7 separate regions of the Mus musculus genome follow, and all the other regions are linked to region 6. The links are chromatin contacts, called in public Hi-C, HiChIP or PLAC-seq and promoter capture Hi-C maps. All regions are on one chromosome and are shown on one strand. The core of a region is the stretch at or near the end of the contact, and the rest is flanking DNA. Distances in the headings are between cores, read along the strand shown. Region 1 overlaps Map4k4 (mitogen-activated protein kinase kinase kinase kinase 4). Region 2 has its middle 51 kb from the start of Il1r2. Region 3 overlaps Map4k4 (mitogen-activated protein kinase kinase kinase kinase 4). Region 4 overlaps Map4k4 (mitogen-activated protein kinase kinase kinase kinase 4). Region 5 holds the start of Npas2 (neuronal PAS domain protein 2). Region 6 holds the start of D930019O06Rik (a long non-coding RNA gene). Region 7 has its middle 33 kb from the start of Il1r2.

The links. Promoter capture Hi-C pulls out the DNA fragments that hold promoters and counts their contacts. A called contact is a pair of places that touch in the nucleus more often than the background predicts. HiChIP or PLAC-seq counts read pairs in DNA pulled down with a chosen protein or histone mark.
Region 1: an H3K4me3 HiChIP or PLAC-seq map of bone marrow-derived macrophages shows a contact between it and region 6, with 4 times the contacts expected there. The contact joins the enhancer-like site here to the promoter of D930019O06Rik in region 6. A contact is called at or near these places in 13 of 39 promoter capture datasets (the 3T3-L1 cell line, the C10 cell line, the HPC-7 cell line and 10 more), 2 of 484 Hi-C or Micro-C datasets (bone marrow-derived macrophages and nephron progenitors), 8 of 115 datasets of contacts at active chromatin or transcription factors (bone marrow-derived macrophages, embryonic basal ganglia, embryonic fibroblasts and 4 more) and 3 of 9 other capture datasets (adipose tissue, liver and pancreatic islet).
Region 2: a promoter capture Hi-C map of the HPC-7 cell line shows a contact between it and region 6, with 2.6 times the contacts expected there. The contact joins the enhancer-like site here to the promoter of D930019O06Rik in region 6. A contact is called at or near these places in 7 of 39 promoter capture datasets (the HPC-7 cell line, embryonic stem cells, frontonasal cranial neural crest and 3 more), 1 of 484 Hi-C or Micro-C datasets (bone marrow-derived macrophages), 5 of 115 datasets of contacts at active chromatin or transcription factors (bone marrow-derived macrophages, embryonic hindbrain, embryonic limb bud and 1 more) and 2 of 9 other capture datasets (adipose tissue and liver).
Region 3: a promoter capture Hi-C map of embryonic stem cells shows a contact between it and region 6, with 4 times the contacts expected there. The contact joins the enhancer-like site here to the promoter of D930019O06Rik in region 6. A contact is called at or near these places in 13 of 39 promoter capture datasets (3T3-L1-derived adipocytes, the C10 cell line, cranial neural crest and 8 more), 1 of 484 Hi-C or Micro-C datasets (bone marrow-derived macrophages), 3 of 115 datasets of contacts at active chromatin or transcription factors (bone marrow-derived macrophages, large pre-B cells and stem cell-derived neural progenitor cells) and 4 of 9 other capture datasets (adipose tissue, embryonic stem cells, liver and 1 more).
Region 4: an H3K4me3 HiChIP or PLAC-seq map of bone marrow-derived macrophages shows a contact between it and region 6, with 5 times the contacts expected there. The contact joins the enhancer-like site here to the promoter of D930019O06Rik in region 6. A contact is called at or near these places in 13 of 39 promoter capture datasets (3T3-L1-derived adipocytes, the C10 cell line, the HPC-7 cell line and 8 more), 3 of 484 Hi-C or Micro-C datasets (embryonic stem cells and uterus), 4 of 115 datasets of contacts at active chromatin or transcription factors (bone marrow-derived macrophages, craniofacial prominence, embryonic stem cells and 1 more) and 4 of 9 other capture datasets (adipose tissue, bone marrow-derived macrophages, embryonic stem cells and 1 more).
Region 5: a Hi-C map of embryonic stem cells shows a contact between it and region 6, with 1.8 times the contacts expected there. The contact joins the promoter of Npas2 here to the promoter of D930019O06Rik in region 6. A contact is called at or near these places in 1 of 39 promoter capture datasets (neutrophils) and 1 of 484 Hi-C or Micro-C datasets (embryonic stem cells).
Region 7: a contact with region 6 is called in a Hi-C map of bone marrow-derived macrophages, with 14 read pairs. The contact joins the enhancer-like site here to the promoter of D930019O06Rik in region 6. A contact is called at or near these places in 5 of 39 promoter capture datasets (3T3-L1-derived adipocytes, cranial neural crest, embryonic stem cells and 2 more), 1 of 484 Hi-C or Micro-C datasets (bone marrow-derived macrophages), 3 of 115 datasets of contacts at active chromatin or transcription factors (embryonic basal ganglia, embryonic limb bud and stem cell-derived neural progenitor cells) and 2 of 9 other capture datasets (adipose tissue and embryonic stem cells).

The regions. Positions count from the first base shown.
Region 1 is chr1:39,960,001-39,962,700 of GRCm38.p6, reverse strand. It overlaps Map4k4 (mitogen-activated protein kinase kinase kinase kinase 4), which reads right to left. Exons shown (of 32, transcript NM_001252200.1): 3 at 467-523. Among named protein-coding and RNA genes, the nearest start is that of Map4k4, 60 kb to the right of the region's middle. Within about 2 kb of position 1,445, at least 19 of the 459 cell types and tissues checked have an H3K27ac peak or open chromatin away from gene starts, as enhancers often do. A contact at or near this core is called in bone marrow-derived macrophages and microglia, where this site is marked.
Region 2 is chr1:40,032,591-40,035,290 of GRCm38.p6, reverse strand. No RefSeq gene overlaps it. Among named protein-coding and RNA genes, the nearest start is that of Il1r2, 51 kb to the left of the region's middle. Within about 2 kb of position 1,375, at least 29 of the 459 cell types and tissues checked have an H3K27ac peak or open chromatin away from gene starts, as enhancers often do. A contact at or near this core is called in the HPC-7 cell line, where this site is marked.
Region 3 is chr1:40,001,534-40,004,233 of GRCm38.p6, reverse strand. It overlaps Map4k4 (mitogen-activated protein kinase kinase kinase kinase 4), which reads right to left. Exons shown (of 32, transcript NM_001252200.1): 16 at 2,643-2,700; 17 at 247-477. Among named protein-coding and RNA genes, the nearest start is that of Il1r2, 82 kb to the left of the region's middle. Within about 2 kb of position 1,268, at least 47 of the 459 cell types and tissues checked have an H3K27ac peak or open chromatin away from gene starts, as enhancers often do. A contact at or near this core is called in embryonic stem cells and pancreatic islet, where this site is marked.
Region 4 is chr1:39,925,059-39,927,758 of GRCm38.p6, reverse strand. All of the region lies in intron 2 of Map4k4 (mitogen-activated protein kinase kinase kinase kinase 4), which reads right to left. Among named protein-coding and RNA genes, the nearest start is that of Map4k4, 25 kb to the right of the region's middle. Within about 2 kb of position 1,443, at least 43 of the 459 cell types and tissues checked have an H3K27ac peak or open chromatin away from gene starts, as enhancers often do. A contact at or near this core is called in adipose tissue, bone marrow-derived macrophages and memory CD8 T cells, where this site is marked.
Region 5 is chr1:39,192,843-39,195,542 of GRCm38.p6, reverse strand. It overlaps Npas2 (neuronal PAS domain protein 2), which reads right to left and starts at 1,271. Exons shown (of 21, transcript NM_008719.2): 1 at 801-1,271.
Region 6 is chr1:39,650,209-39,652,936 of GRCm38.p6, reverse strand. It overlaps D930019O06Rik (a long non-coding RNA gene), which reads right to left and starts at 1,469. Exons shown (of 2, transcript XR_001778897.2): 1 at 668-1,469. Creg2 (cellular repressor of E1A-stimulated genes 2) reads left to right here and starts at 1,755. Exons shown (of 4, transcript NM_170597.4): 1 at 1,755-2,431. The coding sequence starts at 1,997.
Region 7 is chr1:40,050,037-40,052,736 of GRCm38.p6, reverse strand. No RefSeq gene overlaps it. Among named protein-coding and RNA genes, the nearest start is that of Il1r2, 33 kb to the left of the region's middle. Within about 2 kb of position 1,361, at least 57 of the 459 cell types and tissues checked have an H3K27ac peak or open chromatin away from gene starts, as enhancers often do. A contact at or near this core is called in bone marrow-derived macrophages, where this site is marked.

The sequences.
Region 1 (2,700 bases), core at 196-2,695, 310 kb before region 6:
TGTCTTCCAGCCTCTGGGAACTTGGCTCCATGTTTTCTTTTCTCAATATAAAAAATAAAAGAAATGGCACAGATGTGGTCTAATACCCCAAGGGAGCTTTCCCTTTAATCACTGCGCATGTGACCTCCATGATCCCTCCCCCAACATTTTCCTTTCTATTAGTGAAGATGTTTCCAATTACAGCCCATTTTGTGGCCAAAGATGACATCACTCCGATGGAGGAGGGTTGCTGCGGGTTGGTGGTTTAAATCAAAAATGCATTAAGCAAATGAGATTCTTAGTTACTTAGGACTATCTCAACAACTCAAGTCGCCTGGCCTGCTGCTGGACCTTGAGCCAACACCAGAGCAAAGCCATGTGCTTAGGTGATCACTATCTCTAAATGTGCCAAGGAGGGCAGAAGTACCAGGGCCGGAAGAACTTGAAAGTCACGATGTCTTCATCAACAAGTGTGGTCCAACCTTACCTCGGTGACGTCCATAACCTTGATGGCGGCCAGCTGACCCGTTTTAACATGTCGACCCTGGAGACACAGAAAACAAAGACTGGTCAGTACCGACACTCACGACGGTTCCTCAGAGGAAGTGGCTAAAGTCTCTAACCCAGCCTCCCCCGCGCCTTTTCTGTTACTAATAAAAGGTAACATGCTTTTAAGTGCATGCTCATAATAGAACAACGGAGCTGATAAAAACAAAGACAGAAGATCGAATGAATTCGGATAAAATATCAATTCTTTTTCTGATACGTTTGATGTACTATCAAACTATCTCCAAGTTTCTCAAAAGACTTTTGTTAAACTTATGTGTCCATGTGTGTACGTGTGAGCTTATTTACACTACATGTGTTCAGGAGCCCATGAAAGCCAGGTGAGGACCTCAGATCCCCTTGGATATATGGAGGGGCTGGCAATCAAGCCAGGAAGCCATCTTCCCTGACACCAATCAACTTAAGTAATCTGTTTTTCTATATATCAGCCTCAACCTTTTCTTCAATGGCCAAAAACAAAACAAAACTAGAAAGCCCTCTAGATATTTCCTTTATGCCATAAATGGTAACTGAATCTTCCTAGTGGACCCCAATAGTTACTACTTGATTTCACAAATTATATTGAATGTCCCCAAAAGTCAATGTATGGTGTATGGAGACTGTTATCCTGAGAAGAGGAAGTATTCAAGGTTCAGGGACAAGCAAAATGACATCATAACTGTAATCTTTGATCTAGGACCTAAACTGTGTAGCTTATTCATACCACTCTGTATGTAAAACAAAAACAAAAAACAAAAAAAAAAAATAAAACCCCTGTGTTATCATTCTCCTTTCTCACCGATGCGGAGGGTGCGTGTGGTTAACCCCTACTCTCTGAAGCAACTAGGAACCACCCTGCTATCGTAAACGTAACTACTTTTAAGGACTCCACTTTAAGAGTGGCCCTTCTGCAACAATGCAGAACAGAAAGAACATCTTCACATATTCCAAAGCCAGTCTCTTGTCTTGTGACAGGAAGAGTACATTTATAACATCAAACCCAAGAACAACTCGGCATTTACTCACAGAAATTGTTCAGGGACTCAGATTATAACAAGGACAAAGCAGTCCTGGAAAATGGCATTATGTGACAACTAGTACACTCTAAATAACAACACTGGGACAAGCTTTATACTGCTGTGCCCATGTCAAAGAGGGCACAGTCTATACACTTCAGTCTATACACACACAGTCTATACACTGGTATATACACTTCAAGGCATCAAGGAGTACAGCAGGCAAGATGCATCAATGTGGATCACTTAAGCAAACATAAGCCCAGGATATGAAAGTCTATCCCCCTGTCAGTAATAACATGTAGCTCCCATGACTAGGTCCAACACGATCACATGACTCTGACAGCAGTCACATGACTCTGGCAGCTCAATCACAAAGTAAAATTGTGCTTTTCTTGAACCCAAGAAGGGAGAGTGCATTTAAGACACAGTGTAGTGAGTGCACTCTCTGACCTGGCCATGTGTCAGACAGGTCCAATAGTTCCCACACAGCCCCTCAGCCCTCCAGCTTTTCTACAGTGTCTACTTCCAAATCAAGGCAGCAACCTTGACATGGCTAGAAGTCGGGTGGTGGGGGGAGGGGAACAGCACGGGAGTTTTTTCTTTTTGAGGACACAGCTATGTGCTGCTGGGTAGGGACTCTTTAGGAGCCTGATACAGTACCACTTTAGATTACAGATCTACAAAACCCACGAGTCGATCAAGACGCTCTGCAAAGACTTATATTGTGGCATCTTTCTTTATTGCAAATAGTTAATTCGGCTAACGCATCCTCTGTCTGTCATTTCAGACAGTGTGCCTGCCCCACAGGAACCAGAGTTTCCCTCAGAGGAGAAACCTCGCGGCTTTCGATTCATTTCTGCCTTTTTCTTTTCTTTTTTTAATTTTAGGAAAATTAATGTTTCCTTTTTAAGAAAAACAAAACCAGTCCTAGGCTTGACGGTGATAGAAGCTAAGGAGAACGGCCTGTTTTCCAGCTCTCCTTCAGTGTTTCTAACCAAGTCAAAATTGCCACCTTGCCCTTGCAAATATGCAATACGTAACACACGTTCCAAGGAAAATCGCACTATAGAGTGTTAGAAGTCGGAACACCATGATAGCCTGTCTCCACCTTTGAGGAAGCCTGGCCTGGCCCACAGAAGGGCAGAGCAGGTGATGT
Region 2 (2,700 bases), core at 126-2,625, 380 kb before region 6:
AGCCTATTTCCATATCATGTAATAAGTGTAAACTTTCTCCATAATGGTGGGTGAAGACATTCACATTATCCTCAGAGTTGCATCTAAAACAGCCTCTTTTGATTGAAATGACACTCAATCTACACAGAACTGGGGTGTCTGGCTTCTTAAGATTGTACCACAACCACTGGGATCATGAGCAATGTGGAAATTAGGAGGAAGGTGTAGAACCTTCCGGCGAGAGATTTCTTCTTGTGTCCTCCAGCAGTTTCTGTCACAGGGGCTTGCCCAGGACACTTGACCTGGATAATCAGACACTCTGGTGGGTGAGACCCTGCCAGCCATTTTCAACAAATTCTCTCATCCAAGCTCAGAGACTACTGCAGAAGCAGGGCTGGAAAGATCATGAAAACTAGAGACAATGAAATTCTGTAAAGAGTGTTTGTTGGACCTGTCCGGGCCATTGCGCCCATGAACCCAATGGTACATCCACCAAACCAAGCAAGGCAAAATACCAGCATGGGTGGATTAGGGCTGCACGAATCCTACCACTCACTGAGGGGCTATTCGCAATTGATAGCTACTGGGAAAGGAAATCCATTTTCCTCAGGAATGTAGCCCTCGAAAGACCACTCAAACTCCAACAGACTGAACTACACTCATGCGCCCACAGGTAGCACCAAGTGGACGTACTGCTTTTAAAACAAGTAGAAGATGGGAGTTGAGGCAGGCGATACAAGAGGAATTAGAAGTAAGGAAATAGGGGATATGTTTCATTAAAATGTAGTATATATTCATATACAAAATTCTCAGTCAAAAAGGCATATCCAAAAAAAAAAAGAAAAGAAAAAGAAAAAAAATGAAACAAGTAAAAAGAATAAAAATAAAAAGAATAAAAGATTATTCCCTTCTTGGGAATGTGATCCGTGTCCCAGGTTGGAAATCCTAGTGTTTTTAACTAGGCGTGACTCTAAGCGTCACTTAGCTGGCTTCTCCCTGATCTCCACGCTAAGCTCTCGTATGCTTCCTTGCGGTCTGGACATACTGTCCTTTTAATTCCATATACACATCAGCTGCCTTTTGGAATCGGAGATCAGATCCCCGTCCATGGTAACTTGGAAGATCTGAGCATTACAGAGTGATCCAATTATAGCTTGTAATTATGGTGGCTTGTACAAAGTGCAGCAATTCACAAATCTTCCCTGAACGGACAAAACTCCCTTTGTTTCTACTGCAATGATGAGACTTCATGCTGCTCTGTGTCAGTTACACACGACTATGATAGCAGCTGCCCTTAAGTGGAGCTGGGCAAATGTCATCTAAGACCAGGAGTCAGTTCTATAGAATGGGCAGCCATGACTCAGCAGATTCCAGAAGGACCAGGCTCTTGTGTTACTACCGATTCGTGGCAGTGATGGCTCCTGGCCATCTCTCCAGCATGCACAGTGAGCTCTCTTGAGTGAGGTCCAGTAAGAGCTGAAAATAGGGTTGCACTTCAAAATAGCCAGGGAGACTCAGGTGACAGCCACACCTTTTCCAACAGTCTAGAGTGACTTACTTGTGAAGGATCCTGGGAATCTGTTACCCAGTGACTGGGACATATGCGACTGTGCTGAGGATAATAAATTACACAGCCACCATTAAGTTTCTCAGTTCCTTCCATGACAGGTCTTTGCCCCATTCTTTTAAGATTACACAACGGCAGAAACCAGAATGCAATGGGGGAGTGGGTTTTTCCCACAGCTATAAGTCTCTGAGAACTTTCCAGCTTGGCGGGCCCCTCGTTGATGCCACCAGTGAGTCAGAGGCCCCAGATAAACACCTCTGCTGTACATGAAAGTTTTCTGTCTGAAACCCACCTGTGTAGGGGAACAGCAGCAGCCACTGGCTGCATATATGTGTGTGTGTGTGTGTGTGTGTGTGTGTATGGCTTGCAACTTCATGTGCCTTCCTTGCAGCCTTTAGAAAAAGAAACCCCTGCAGCACAGTCCTGGACCCCACAGCAGAGAGTCCTGGGCTGTCCGTGAGAAGAAGGATTTCTTAGCTTTCACCCACAGCCAGCTCACTGCCTTGAGGTTTGCAAATTATGGCCTCCTCCTTTAGCTTTCTCACAGAACCATTTTAATAGAGCCAGAGAACAAAAGCTTTGCAAACTCCTGTGTGTGTGTGTGTGTGTGTGTGTGTGTGTGTGTGTGTGTGTGTGTGTCTGTCTGTCTGTCTGTCTGTCTGTCTGTGATTGTGTAAAACCCAGCCTAGGTAACAGTGCAGTGGTTCTCAGATTCAGTTCTAACGCTGTGACCCTTTAATACAGTGATCCCCCAACCATCAAGTTATTCCAGTGCTACTTTAGTTTTGAATGCTATGAACCATAATGTTAAAATTTTGACAAACAGGATATCTGATATGTGACCCCCCCATGAAAGGCTGTTCAACCTGCAAAGGGGTTGAGACCCACACAGGTTGAGAACTGCTGTTCTAGTGGGATTTTTGTCTTGGTTATCCTGTTGACATGACTTTAGTTCTATCTATCTATCTATCTATCTATCTATCTATCTATCTATCTATCTATCCATCCATCCATCCATCCATCCATCCATCCATCCACACACAGTAATATACACTGAGATGTAGAAAAATCCAGCCCATGGAGATTAGAAGACCATGTCTCAACTCAGGCCCCCCATTCCAGAATGATCTCTAGGGGGACTATTTAAGAAGCAG
Region 3 (2,700 bases), core at 19-2,518, 350 kb before region 6:
ATGTTGCTTAAAATTTTTTCCATAAATACTTTTTATTAAACTACGTTTAAAACCAGTCAATGATAAAAAGCTAACTAACCATTGGCTAATTGTAACTGCTGAGGTGGGGAATGGCTTCCCTCCCTGAGAAGTCATTTGAAACTTCTGGCCCTTTAGCCCTGATGAAGTAAGTCACTGTTCCCATCATCACAGCAAACAGTAAGTTTAAATAAAGAGAAAACAGCGCGTCTGTCTGTCTGTCCTTACCCTTGGAGGCACCTCGTCACTGTCTGATCTAGACCAAGCCTTTTGGGTGGGCTCGGGCACCTCCGACTTAGAGTCAGAGCTCTGACTGAGCCCCTCACTGCGGGAAGGTGGACATGGGTCCTGAGAGCGGAGATGGTGGTGTGCGAATTTGGGAGAAGGGTCACTGAAGGAATGGGATCTCGAGACAGGGGAGACATTGTTCTTGAGAGATGCCAGGTGGGACCACTGTACCTTACAAGAAAACAAAACACAAAACATTCAATGCGTTCTGCATACAACTAGCTTTTCTGGTCAACACTAAATCCCAAACAGGAGGTGGGTGTGAGTCGGGGAGGCATAGTGTCAAGCATGGAGCAGCCAATAGGCTCCATGCTGGTGACAGGCAAGAGGAAGAGCAAAGGCACACGCATAAGGGAAAGTGCCCAGACACAAACTGCAGACAGCAGTGAACAGGGGCATGCACAGACCCCCGAGGGGAGAGTGATACATGCATGTCCATGTCAGCACAGAGAGCTGGGGACCACATGACAGAGACACTGCTCATCAGCAAACCTCCCCACCACCTCAGAACCCTGGGTCTGAGAATCTTACTGACGGGACTTATTTGTGCGTGCACACACACTCTTCCTATTATGGGACTGTAGCAGAGAAACTTAAGAACAGCCAACTTTTCAAGAATACCAATATTTTTTTCTCCCAATCTTAAAATGTTTTAGACCTAGCTGAGTTTACACTCCTAGTTATGAAAAAAGTGGGATTAAAATTTCTTTACCAAAATATCCAGTACCAAGAAAGCCCAGGCTGACCAGCATCAAGATACTCTGGGCTGACAGTAGGAATATGCCTTTGAAATGAGAACTCAAGGACATGACAATTGGCCAAGTGAATTTCTGCAGTCACTTTAAAAAAACATCCTCTCAGAACTCTATAAACTATTTTAGTAAGAGGTACCTGTACCTCACTGCTGGAGAATAACCAACCACTAAGGCGGTTATGGGAGCTGTAACTCAGCACGCACTAATCAATGTGTCTTGTGCTGACTTGCCTGGCTTCTGCAGGTGAAACCGGCAGTTAAGACCCAGTGCATAGTCTCTGTGGCTCACAGGCAGATCCAAAGAATCCTAGCTTTGGTACAATTCCCATACTACTAAAACATCTAAGTGTTCACTGGGAGAGCAACCAAACGGATGTGTTACCAAATAACGCTAAGTGGGACTCAACGCTAGGAGCCACACGAGTTTCCCTCCTGCAGGTGAAAGCTTGGGGCAAGAACTCTGCAGCGGAGGAAGAGAGGCTGTCTGTCTCATCTCCTCAAACAGAAGCTTCTCGAGCCTGCTGCTCAGAGGCAAGTTTGCCCTTGTGTTGGGTTTAGCTCTCAGGACAACCATGCTTCTCACCAGGAAACAGGCACTAAGTGGAGCAGCAAGTGGCACCTGGCCCTTCCCACTGCCTCTGCTGGCATTCTCTGGTGTAGCTCTCTGAAGCTCTCAGCTGCTATATCTGCATAAACCCCACCCCCTGTACCTCAGATTTGCTCAGCTCAACCATCCCCCAGGAGGGTTGGTTACTGCAGAACACATTCAAATTCTCATGTGACTGCATCTGTCACAGAAGGGCCATTTCTTCTCAAAACCACCAACTCTTGTCCTAGGTGACATGCAAACACCAGGGCCGACCGAGTACAGAAAGCTCAGAGAAGTGTGTGAGGCAGAGCAGCATGGAGGAGTGCCTACACACCCTCAGGGGATGGGTGTGTCTGCCACCTACTGTCCTTTCTAGACAAGGCTGCTGCTTCTCTTCTGAGCACTCAGACAAGACAGACTCTGGGACAGACTGAAGGAAAAGTCATAAACTCTGTCCTAATCTCTTACAGGAAATCAATATTCAACCCACTAGGCATAACCTGTGTTCAATCTTGACAGGTTTGAGAATCTGGTTTTGTATTTTAAAACAACAAACAAACAAACAAACAAAACCAAAAACCTTTTCCCAGGAAATTTACACATTCAGCCAAATAAATAGGAGCCTGCACAGAAATGCAAGGCCACCTTTAGCGTCCAAAGGTCCTTCAGGGAGCTGGGACCACAGACACAAAGTACTTACTTCAAAATGTTCAGGTTAAAAGTTCTCTTCTAACCTGCTTATACAATAAAACCAACGTTCTAAAAATATAATTTAAAAAAGTATTTAAGAGGAAGGAGGGACTTCACATCTGAGTTAAGGAGGGGGAAATAAAAGTATTGACTGGAGATAGCCATAATGAGTTCAATAAAAATCTTAGACAACAAAACAAACAAACGACAAGCCTCCTCTCCCTACGCTGAATGCACGCCTCCTGTTCACACCAGCTGTTGAGACAACGGGCTACACGTGGCACAGGGAGCTACTGCTGCTACCTGTGGCTCCGCTGGTCTCTGCAGGGCAGGGTGCACAGACTCGGAGTTGCCATTGGAA
Region 4 (2,700 bases), core at 194-2,693, 270 kb before region 6:
AGACCAGCAAAGCGCTCTCGGCTGTTGAGGATTGGTTCTAATGCTTGATTTAATCGGGAATCTGTGTGTCCAAACACTCAAGGTCCTTGTCCCCAACTGGTTTTTGATCGATCAATAAAGATGCCAATGGCCAATGACTGGGTAAATGACAGGGGAGGGACCCTTAGATTGTGTGGGCTAGGAACTGGAAGAGAGGGAGAGAGAGAATCGCTATGTTTCAGAAGGAGACAGATCAAATTTAGAGCTGCAGAAGGAAAATCATCTGAAATGTAGGAGAAAAGAAATGTGGCCCCCAACAGGGCTGCCCAGAAGTGTCTTGGGCAGCAAAGACTAGGTCCACCCAGAAGGAACAGGGCAGCAAAGATAGATCATAGATTTAGAGGGTGTTGAGTCAGGAGTACTGGAGGGAAATCTATGATAGCTGGGTGGAGGATTAGAACTGCCCAGCCTTTGAGTAGCCAAGGCATTTCAAAAATAAGTTAATGTGTGTGTGTTTCATTCACTGATCCAAAGAGTCCCAGGTGGGTGGGTGTAAATGTGCGCCCTGCACCGCCGGGAGCACAAAGCGATGCAGCTAAACTCACCGCAACGCTTAGCTACTGAGCATGCCTTTCAGTCCCCTAGGTTGTGATTTCAGGAAATTTACTAATGCAACTTAATGAAGAAATCATTTGAGTTGAGCAAGTTAGACGAGGTTGTAATTCTGGGACAGAAGGATTCAATATCAAGTAGTCTGGGCTTGTGAGACCCTGTCTCGATGTCCCTGATCAGGAAAAGAAATCTTTTGTAAACGTTTTCTTGATAAGAGAAAAATCACTATGTCTATCTACTATAACCAGTATATAATTTAGAAAAACAAGTTGAAGTGTTCTTGCTGAATCTGGGCAGAGGTGATACAGCCTTTGCATCAGACGGGCAGTCTTCAGAGACTAACAGTTTTAAGACTATTTCCTACGATTCATAGGAATGAAAACCAGATTTGAGATTTTGACCTTTCAAAGCACTGTAGGTAGTCACGCCAAACTGCACTTAGCATTATTCATGACACTTTTTCTAATTTAAACTGTCTAGTTATCTGTACGTATAGATTTAACGTTTCAGTTTTACAAATGTGACTTTGGTAGTAATTTCCATTATCAAGTTAGTAGGTTCAGAGTTAAAAGACAGTAAATTTGACGGCTACTGGCAACTATCAATACAACATGTCGATACACAGAGGTAACCCTCGGAAGCAGCCTGAGAATCCAAAACCCACCGACAACCGCCTTTGGGAAGGGACATTGACCTCTGGTCTGGTCTGGGTAAGACCCCCCGCCCCCTTCCCAGGAGACTGCAGGCCTTGAGGAGGGTGGCCAGAGGGCTGGCAAGGGGAGAAGACACTAGAGGAGCCAGGCCAGGCTCAGCAGGGTGCGGCCTCGGCTTCTGACAGCTCTGTGAGAGGAAGTGTGATTCACATTGAGCGGGAGACTTGTCCCAAAGCTTCACTTTCCCAGCAGTACTTAGAGCACAGTCCTACCTCGTTAAAAAACAACCCAAACCCAGCAACAAACCAGCCACATAACAGACCTGCTTTCAGCGAGTGTAACAGCTGCTGGGGTTAGCTGGATGTAGCTGCACCTGCCCAGGGCATCTTCTCTATCGGTGGCCTTTTGAGTTTGGAGACTGTTTACCATGGATTATAGGGAGAAAGCAGGAAGAAGAGATTTGAAAGGAAATATTCAGACAGAGTTGCTCACGTTGCTCAGAATCACCTTGGCAAGCTGTAAAAGCTTTCTCCCAGAGCAGACCGGTAGCTTTGTACAGTGGCACAGTGTTTGTGGTTAACCGAGAGGTAATAGCTAATCAAACACTTTCCCAGTACCCAAGAGCAGCAAGTCAGGCTCGCTGGCACAGTGCAGTCACTAGGAAGCTCAGAATAAAATAAATAAAACCAATGCCTGTGCTGCAGCCACAGTTTGTACAGGCACGAGGTGAGCATCCTCGGGGGTTCCTTGAGCACGGACACTGTAGTGCACCCAAGCAGCCAGTGCTGGTGTGAGACCTGACCGAACAGTGAGTTGGAAATCCTTTACAAGCTTTTCTTCCATACTTGTTTCCTTTGGAACAGGGGTGTCATTGTTGATGGCTGTCAGTTTCTCTGCCTGTCATGGTAAAATAAAATAGCCTATCAAAAGCAACCTGAGGGACAAAGGGCTTATTTGGCTCACAATTCCAGGTCATGGTCCTTCCTGTGGAGGAAGTCACGGTGGCAAGAGCCTGAGAGCGCTGCTTACAGTGCATCTCCACTCACACGGGGAGAGCAGTGATCTGATGGGCCAGTGCTCAGCTTGCCCACTGCTTTATACAGACCAGCATAGCCTCCAGAGACGGTCCCTACCACAGTGAAGAGGGGCCTTCCCACATCAAGTTGACCTGTTAAGGTGTCTCAGAGGCTGACCCTGCCAAGGGGCTTGCCTCCTAGGTGCTGACCTGACCATTAACACCAACTATAGCAGTGATGACTAATGTCATTTATAACAACTCAACTGTGTGGAAAGCTTGATTTAGTCCACGGTAGGAATCTGCTTCCTTAGTGCTGTGAGAGCCTATCCTGTCCTCAGGCTGGAAAGGTATGGATGACTACCACTTACTTCCTCACTCTGCATAGAGTAGAAAACATGTCCTGCATGCTTTTGGAGGAAGAGGCTGTCTCTTACTTGG
Region 5 (2,700 bases), core at 22-2,521, 460 kb after region 6:
TACGGGTTTCTGAGGGGAAATGGCAAAAGAGTAGACTGCTGGGAAACACCAGTACCTCAACTGGTTCATATCTGTCAGTAACGAAAAATTTGCTTTGTAAAATAGTGGCCCAGATCGCAATATCTCTTTTAAAAACAGGATTATATTTATTTAGGGGCTATTTAAAAAGAGATTGGAGGTTATTTCTGGCAACGTTTTCCTTCAGAGAAATTTTAGCAGCAGGAAGGAAGATCAAGCCAGTATTTGCTCTTGAGTCTGAAGGGTGCCTTCCAGGGCTGGCCGTTTTTCATGCAAGCCATAATTAGTTGGCCAGTTCGCTGGATGGGGACTTCTCTGTGAAGAGAGAGACAGGAAGGTGTTGACAGAGCTGAGTCCTGCCAGGAACTGCTTCAGGACTAACTACCTGGAAAGTCCAAATGGGAAATCCCTCCTATAAAAGAAAACCCTATTAAGGATAATAGAGTTCTAGTGATTGAGACAGACTAGCTGTCTCCGCCGACGCAGTTAATAACGACTCAATATTCACCTGTAAAGAAGCAAGCTAACCGCGAACTAGGGGCGGATCCTAACGCAATGGATAGAGAAAAAAAAACCCTAAGCTGGGGCCTCTAGGACCCTTGCAACACCTGTTGAACGCTACAGCCTACAACTTTACGAACTAAAGACTCCCGGATTTAACCTTAGGAGATTCTAGAGTCGGTGGAAATGCGCGTGTATGCTTAAGGTTTCCATCTTGCCTTGTCAACAAAACTGGTTACTAATTATTTATGAACCACAGAGCCGAAAACAAACTTTCTTACCTTAAGCAGTTAAGGAGAGGCGGGCAGAGGGGGGAGGCTGGCTTTGAATTGAGCCTCTTGGTACCTGTCCCTGCCCCCTGCTTCCCACCCTAAGTGGCTTTTTAGAAAAGTCAAGGTCGCACCCCTCCTCTACTTGGGGAGGGGGCACACCTCCCACTAAAACAATGTTGTAGCATCCAACCCGGGGAGTCCCAGGAGCGCAGAGCTGTCTAAGCACAAAGACTGGGCTTTCAGTCCAGCCCTAAGCCAAGTCAGACCCAGGAACGTAGTGACACAAGGGCCCGGCCAGGCAACCACACTCTCCAGGCGTCCCGGGCTCCCTACGCTTCGGGATGCCTGCGGTGGGGCTCTGGAAGGGCAGCGGGCAATCTTGAAAGCTTCTGTCCGGGCACGCAGTACCCCTCTAGCACCCTCGGAGGACCCCCGAATCCCGATGTTTGGGGTGCCTAGTCCTCTCTCTTGGCGAGCAGCTCCGGGAGCCCACCGTCTGTCTGGCTGCAGCGGTTGGCAGGACCCGAAGCCCAGGGCGGCAGGACCCGGAGTGCGCAGGACTCACCTCCCCGCGCCCCAACCCCCGGGTGCCTGCGCTGCGCAGCCTCGCGCGGTGTCGCGCCCGAGCGTCCCTCCCTGCCCCGCGCGTCCCCAGCGCTAGCGAGCAGGTGACCAGAGCCGCGAGCCACGCGCACGTATTCCCACCCGAGATCGTGCGTCCCCAAGCGCGGTGGCCTCTTACCTCCGAGCGGGCCGGGGCGGCCCCGCCAGGCCGGGCACCGACTGGGCCGGGGAGACGCGCCTCCCGCCGCCGCGGGGAGCCGGGGCGGCAGGCGGGCTCGGGGAGCTTCTCCCGGGCGGCGGCGGGAGGCGCTGCTCTCGCCGCTGCCGCCGGGGTCTCGGGGCTCCGCGGCCGCTGCGCGGGTCCCTCGGGTCCTGCGGAAAAGCCCGCCGCTCGCGCCGCAAACTCTTGGGCGCGTAGAGCTGGGGACCGCCGCCACCTCCCCGCCCCGCTGCCGCCTCCTCCTCCTCCCTCTTCTCTTTCTCCTCCTCCTCCCGCTCCCCTTCCTCCTCCTCCTCCTCCTCTTCCTCTTAAGCCTCCAGGCTCCGGCGGCTACCCGCTCCCCCCACCCCCCTACGGTCCAAACCCAGTGTGAGCCGCGCACTCAGCGCGTGCCGCAGGGACGCGGACCCTGCGACCCCCCGGCGACTCTCGGCGGGGCAGACACCGGTGCGCCCCCAGGGCCTCTGCGAGTCCTGCGGGGCTGCTTGGGGAGGGGGGTGTGGGGGTATCGACGTGGGGGTCCGGCCAGTCTGGTCCGGACTGGGCGCGGTGGAAGGGGGAGACTGTGCTTAGTGCGGAACCTGGAAGAGGGGAGGCGAGCTTGACATTTGAGGAGCTGCCGGCCAGGGTCCTGCTAAAGTTGTCACTAGGGGGGTAGCAAAGAATCCGTGCCCCGGGTAAATGGGAATCATCTCAGTGCCCACTGCCACTGTGCTGTCACGGGGTGGGGGTGTTTGCTAGAATGTGATTGTCTTGTCCCCCTCGCCCACGCCGACCTCTAAGGGCAGGCCTCTGCGCTTCCGTGACTCAGGTTACTGGGGACGTGGGTGGGTGAGGGAACACCAGGTGAGAAGAAGGGTCCTGGGATGTGAGAGTGAACGCTGTTCGTGGAATATAGCAGCGGTTGCTAGGGAGGAACGCTCGGTGCCTCCTCCAGGGCGAGCTTAACTGGTCAGGAAAATGGGTCAAGGATCGGCAAGAACCCGCTAAATGTCCCCTTGTAACCCCAGGGCCACAGGTCGGGGGCTGCGGCCAGGAGGCGCCCTAGGAGCAGCGCCGGGCCTCTCCCTCCCCGCCCCCACTGCCCTCTCTCCTTTTGCACCAGTGCAGGAAATGTTCCACTGA
Region 6 (2,728 bases), core at 220-2,719:
CGTCTTGACCTCTAACAGGTCCACGGGAGTGACGTGTGAATCTGTACAAATATACCCTCTCTAGCTTTTACAATACAACATCTCGATACCCATAGAAATAAAAGAGATCTGTGGGACTCCTCTGAGGTTCTACAGCTGAACTCATTCCAGCAGAGGAGGCACATGCCTCTGCCATAGCTGGCCAACTCAGGCATGAGGAAAGAGAAGGTGGATTGATCCTGCCGTGAGAGCCACAGAGGAACTGAGATTACCATCTGCAGGTCCTCTCCCCACACTGACATATCAGTTCAATCCCTTTTCCTTTCCTGAGGTTGAAACATTCATCGTCTTTTTCCTCTGAGGATAAGCTCTCCCCTGAAACTAGAGATGTCAGGCTTGACACCCAAACCCCGGTGGGGGAGATGTAACCGTCCCCATTTTGTAGAGGCAACAGTGACATGCCACTATCCCACAATCAGAACATGATAGGACAAGATCTGGATTATTTTTAATTTGTATTTCAGGGAGGAGGAGTTGTTGGTTTTTATGGTGGATCTTGAGGTGGTGTCTCATGTAGTCTAGGCTGGTCTCAAATTTGCTTACCTAGCTAAGTCTGACCTTGAACTCCTGAATCTCCTGCCTCCACCTGTCGAGTGCTAGGATAGATAACAGGTGTGTGCCATCATACCTGGCTGCAGTGTGTAGTATTTCCATGACTCCCCATTGTGCCTCTCAAGACCATGGAACACATCTTTCCCCTAAACAGGGGATAAGAGGGTCTGTGAAGCTGGGGAGAGAGCAGCAGCCGATAACAGCAGAAGCCATGAGAGTAAACAAGATGTCTTGGGGAGAAACTGAAGACACCATCAATGTTTCAAAGCAGACGGAGAGCAGAGAAGGGGTTGTGGGGTGGGGGGTGGGGAGGGGAGAGAGAGAGAAAGAGCAGCCAGGGGCATCCAGGGAGAGACAAGAAGTTCCCATGCAAAGAGAAAGAGACCAGCTGTGTTCACAGCTGACATCCAGGCATCCAGGAAGAGTCACAGGAGTTTCACAGCAGGGCACAGTGAAGACATGTAGGAAAAACTCAAATCCCATTTCAAGATACTTTCTTATAGAACCAGTTAGTGCAGGACTCTTGCATTTTAGGAATATAAGCGATAGAAAATATTCCATGGTGGGACAAAGACTGGATATCATAAGAACAGGTAAGAAATTATAATTACTTTGAAGTTATTTTGATATCTATTAAACTTCTTACTGGAACAAGATGGTTTTTAAAATACGCTATTAAGCCGGGCAGAGGTGGCACACGCCTTTAATCCCAGCATTTGGGAGGCAGAGGCAGGCAGATTTCTGAGTTCGAGGCTAGCCTGGTCTACAGAGTGAGTTCCAGGACAGCCAGGGATATACAGAGAAACCCCGTCTCGAAAAAAAACAAAAACAAAAACAAAAAAACAAAAAAAAAAAACAAAAAACAAAAAACAAAACAAAACACCCAACAACAATAAAGTTCTATTAGTCTGTGTCGCTAACCGCAGGACACTGCTGACTGGGTGAGTGATGGAAGATGTGGGTGTATTGTGGTTCCCGGTTCTGCGGAGGTGATGGGGTGCAATAACTGAGCCTGGTGATGCCCTTCTTGTTGGCTCAGAGAAGTTAATCAGCTTGGTAGAGTCGCACAGCTGACGAGCGGAGGAGTGCATTGAGCCTGAGCTGTGAACGCCCACCCTCTGGCTGCAAAACGCTTGCCATCCTGCGGAAAACCAAGACACGCGTGGACTCTGCGCCCAGCAGCGGCGGTGGACGCAGGGGACTCTGGTCGTGCAGCAGACTTCGCTTCTTACGGGAGTGTAAGGCAATAGGGAACCCCGGCCCCCGGACTGATTGGAGACCCTCAACCCGGGAATCCTATCACGAGGAGAAGGGTTCCGACGCACGCTCCGCCGCAGGGGGGCGCCCCTGGCTGGCCGCTGCTTGGTCAGTGGTCCCCGCCACAGGGCGCGTCGCCTCCAAGAAGATGTCGCTGTCCGGCAGGGAGCGTCCTGCTTGGCCAGGGAGTCGCCTGTCCTGGTTGCTATGCTGCAGCGCCCTGTTGTCCCCAGCCGCCGGCTACGTGATCGTGAGCTCCGTGTCCTGGGCTGTCACCAACGAGGTAGATGAGGAGCTGGACAGTGCATCCACTGAGGAGGCGCTGCCCGCGCTGCTGGAGGACTCGAGTAGCATCTGGCAGCAGAGCTTTCCGGCCTCGGCGCACAAGGAGGACACGCACCTGCGACCTCGGGGCTCCGCCCGCGCCAGGCCCGCACCGGCCGCGCGTGGCATGTTCTCCTACCGGCGGGAGAGCGGCTCATCTGAGGCATCCCCTGGCCCCAGGGTGCATGCCGGCACCGCCCGCTCCCTAGCCCACGCTAGCTCCTGGGGCTGTCTGGCCACTGTGTCCACCCACGAAAAGGTAAGCCAGAGGTCGGGACGCGGGGGCGGTGCGCGTCTCCCTTCCAGGACGCAGGGCGACTCCGGTTTCACAGGTTCATAGGCTGTGAATGCCCTGTGAATAACGGAACCAGCGTGTGCATGGGTCGGTCCATCTGGCCAAGTGCATGTGAGTGGGGAGGAAGGAGAAGCTGGGAAACAGTCTCGTGGTTAGTGATTGAATCCCTGTGTACTAAAATGGCCAAAGAGATGATCAGATAAACAGTGACAAGCTGGAAACCTGGAACGTAGGCAGGATCGCTTTTGGAATCACAGATGA
Region 7 (2,700 bases), core at 112-2,611, 400 kb before region 6:
CAGCCAAGGCTACACAGAGAAACCCTGTCTCAAAAAACATTTGTACTGTATTACTTGGTAGGGGTGTATGTGTGTGGGGGTGTGTATGTATGTGCCCATGACACCCATTCAGAGGCCAGAGGAAGATACTGAGTATCTTCCACTGTCACCTGGTCACCTGCCTCCTTGTCCTCCTGTACACTGGTTACTTTTCTATTGATGTGATGGAACCCTGTAACCAAGGCAACTAGGAGAAGGGTTTATGATCCCAAAGGGATAAAGAGGTCACTGCGGGCTAAGTGTGACAGGCGGTGGCGGAAACAGGAAACTCGAAGCTCACGTCCACAAATACAAGCACAAAGCAGAGAGGGCACATTGGAAATGGCTCAAGGCTTTAACCTCCTAACCTTGGAGCCCTCTCCAGCAGTGACAACCTTCCTCCAGCAAGGCCACGCCTCTTTAACCTCAGCAAATAGCACCTACTACTGCCAATCAAGTGTTCAAAGGCCTGAGATGATGGAGATCATTCTCATTCGAACCACTGTACCTAGAGAGGTTTCTCACTTGCCTTACCTCAAGCTCCCGGGAGCCAGATGTCTCTGCCCTTCCCCAGCCCCCTTGCTGGGGTGTCCCCACACCCAGCTTTCATGTGGGAGCTGGAGATTCAAACCCCAGTCTTTATACTTGCATAGAGCACTTTTACCCACCCACGGAGCCATATCCCTGGCCCCTCTACTTTGCTCCTACCAGTTTATGTGACGTTGTTTGCACCTGGCTTATTTTATTTAACAGAACATCTTCCAGGTCTAACCATACCGTCACAAATATATTCGCTACCGTTCATTCACAGATGGATATTTGTTGATTTCATGCTTTGGTATGTTTTTCAACAGTCATTGCCATATTGATTTCCAAAAAAGGGCAACATATACTATCCATAATTCCAATAGTATAGGAGGACTTTCCCAAAATTCCTCTCAATAAAAGGGTATCTTCATCTTAATTTTTATAAGTTGAATATTCTAATTTGCAGCTCCGTAACTGTGAATGGTTTTTTTTTATAGTTGTCTATATCTTTGCAGACTTTTAAGTTGGTTTTGTGAATATGGGTTACTTATTTATTAAATTGACTAACTTTTCTAGATGTTTTGGTTTTTTTCTTTAAATTTTTTGAGTTTTAGCAGTATTTCCATATGCATTAAAAACATCCCCTTCCATGTGATCATTACCCCTTGGTTTCTGCTATGGCTTGTTCATGTGTCAGACAAAGGCCTCTGGGGTAGGACTGAGACCTAAGGGCCTTGGCCTGTGGGGTCAGAGGAGCTGTTTGCAGATGGAGCTTCTTCCTGTGGTCAGGGTCAGGATGCTGAGGCTCTTTCTGCTTCCCCTTTCTTCCATTCCTGGCCATGAGGTGAGCAGCTGCCTCTGTCATACACTCATGATGACACGTAGCCTCACCACAAACCGCAAAGCAATGGGCAAACGGACGACCATTCATGGGCTGGGTCCTCCAAAACCATGAAGACAAGTAAACTTTTCTACTTTTTAAGTTGATTGTCTTCGGGTATTTTATTGCAGCAATGGGAAATTGATAGCTTCGTTTCTAGTATAATTTGATATTCCAAGACATATGTATAATCATAACACATAATATCTTCCAGATTTATTGACTTGGATTAAAAAGTCTCCCTTGTCACAAGCATAAAACATGGCTCCTTACATTTACTTTGTCTGATTTTTATTTGAATATTTTTACATTTGATTTGCGCAGAGTGTTTTATATAGATGAAGGCAGCGTTCGATTTTTCTTTTTCTAAAAATATATTATTTATGAGTATGTGTGTGTGCAGCGCGTATGTGAGGACTCCAGAAGAGGATGTCAGGTCTCCTGGATATGGAGTCACAAGCAGTTATGAGCTGTCTACACGGGTGCTGAGAACCCAAGTTGGGTCCGCATCAAGAGCAACAAGCATCCCTAACCACTGGACCATCTTTCCAGCCCTCTCTTCTTTTGTTTGATGAGTGGTTAGTGGCACTAACACATCGGATAGGTAAATCACAGACCAATTCAAGAGCGGTAGCATGAATAGTATAGTTAAAAAGCAGGTAGACTGATTTGGGGTATCAGTTCCACCACTTCCTGTCTATGGAACCTTAAGTATGTGTGCTGGCTAATTTTTATGCCAACTTGACACAGTTAGAATTGGTAATAAATATCCTGAGACTGACTCTAAGACTGTAGGACTCTCTCTCTGGATGTGGGAGGAGACAGCCCACTGAAGGTGTCACTATCCTGAAGTCAGCTTGGCCATAAACCATGGTGACCTCACAGAGGTTAGCCGCAGAAACAGGGTGGCATCTCTATGGTTGCCTGCAGACTTACTGTTCACCCCTGGTCCCTTGTGACTGACTTTTCCTTCAGACATCTGAGGACAGAGTTTCCAGAGCTCTGAAGTGCTTCATCCCTGAATGTCATCTCTGTTTCCTCCATGGCAGGAACTCAGAGGCCACTTTATTGTGAGAAGGGAAATGGAAGGGCATCTATGGCCAGACTTCCCTCAGGGAGCCTGGCTTCTCTGTCCTGACAGGTCTGTAACCTTGTCCTTCCTCTAAGTCTCTTTCAAACCCTCTTTTCATTAGCACCATAAAAGTCTTGCACAGAGCTGTCTTGCTGTTCCTGATTTCTTGGGCATCACTTCCCAGCATGGGAAGCTGAGGCTA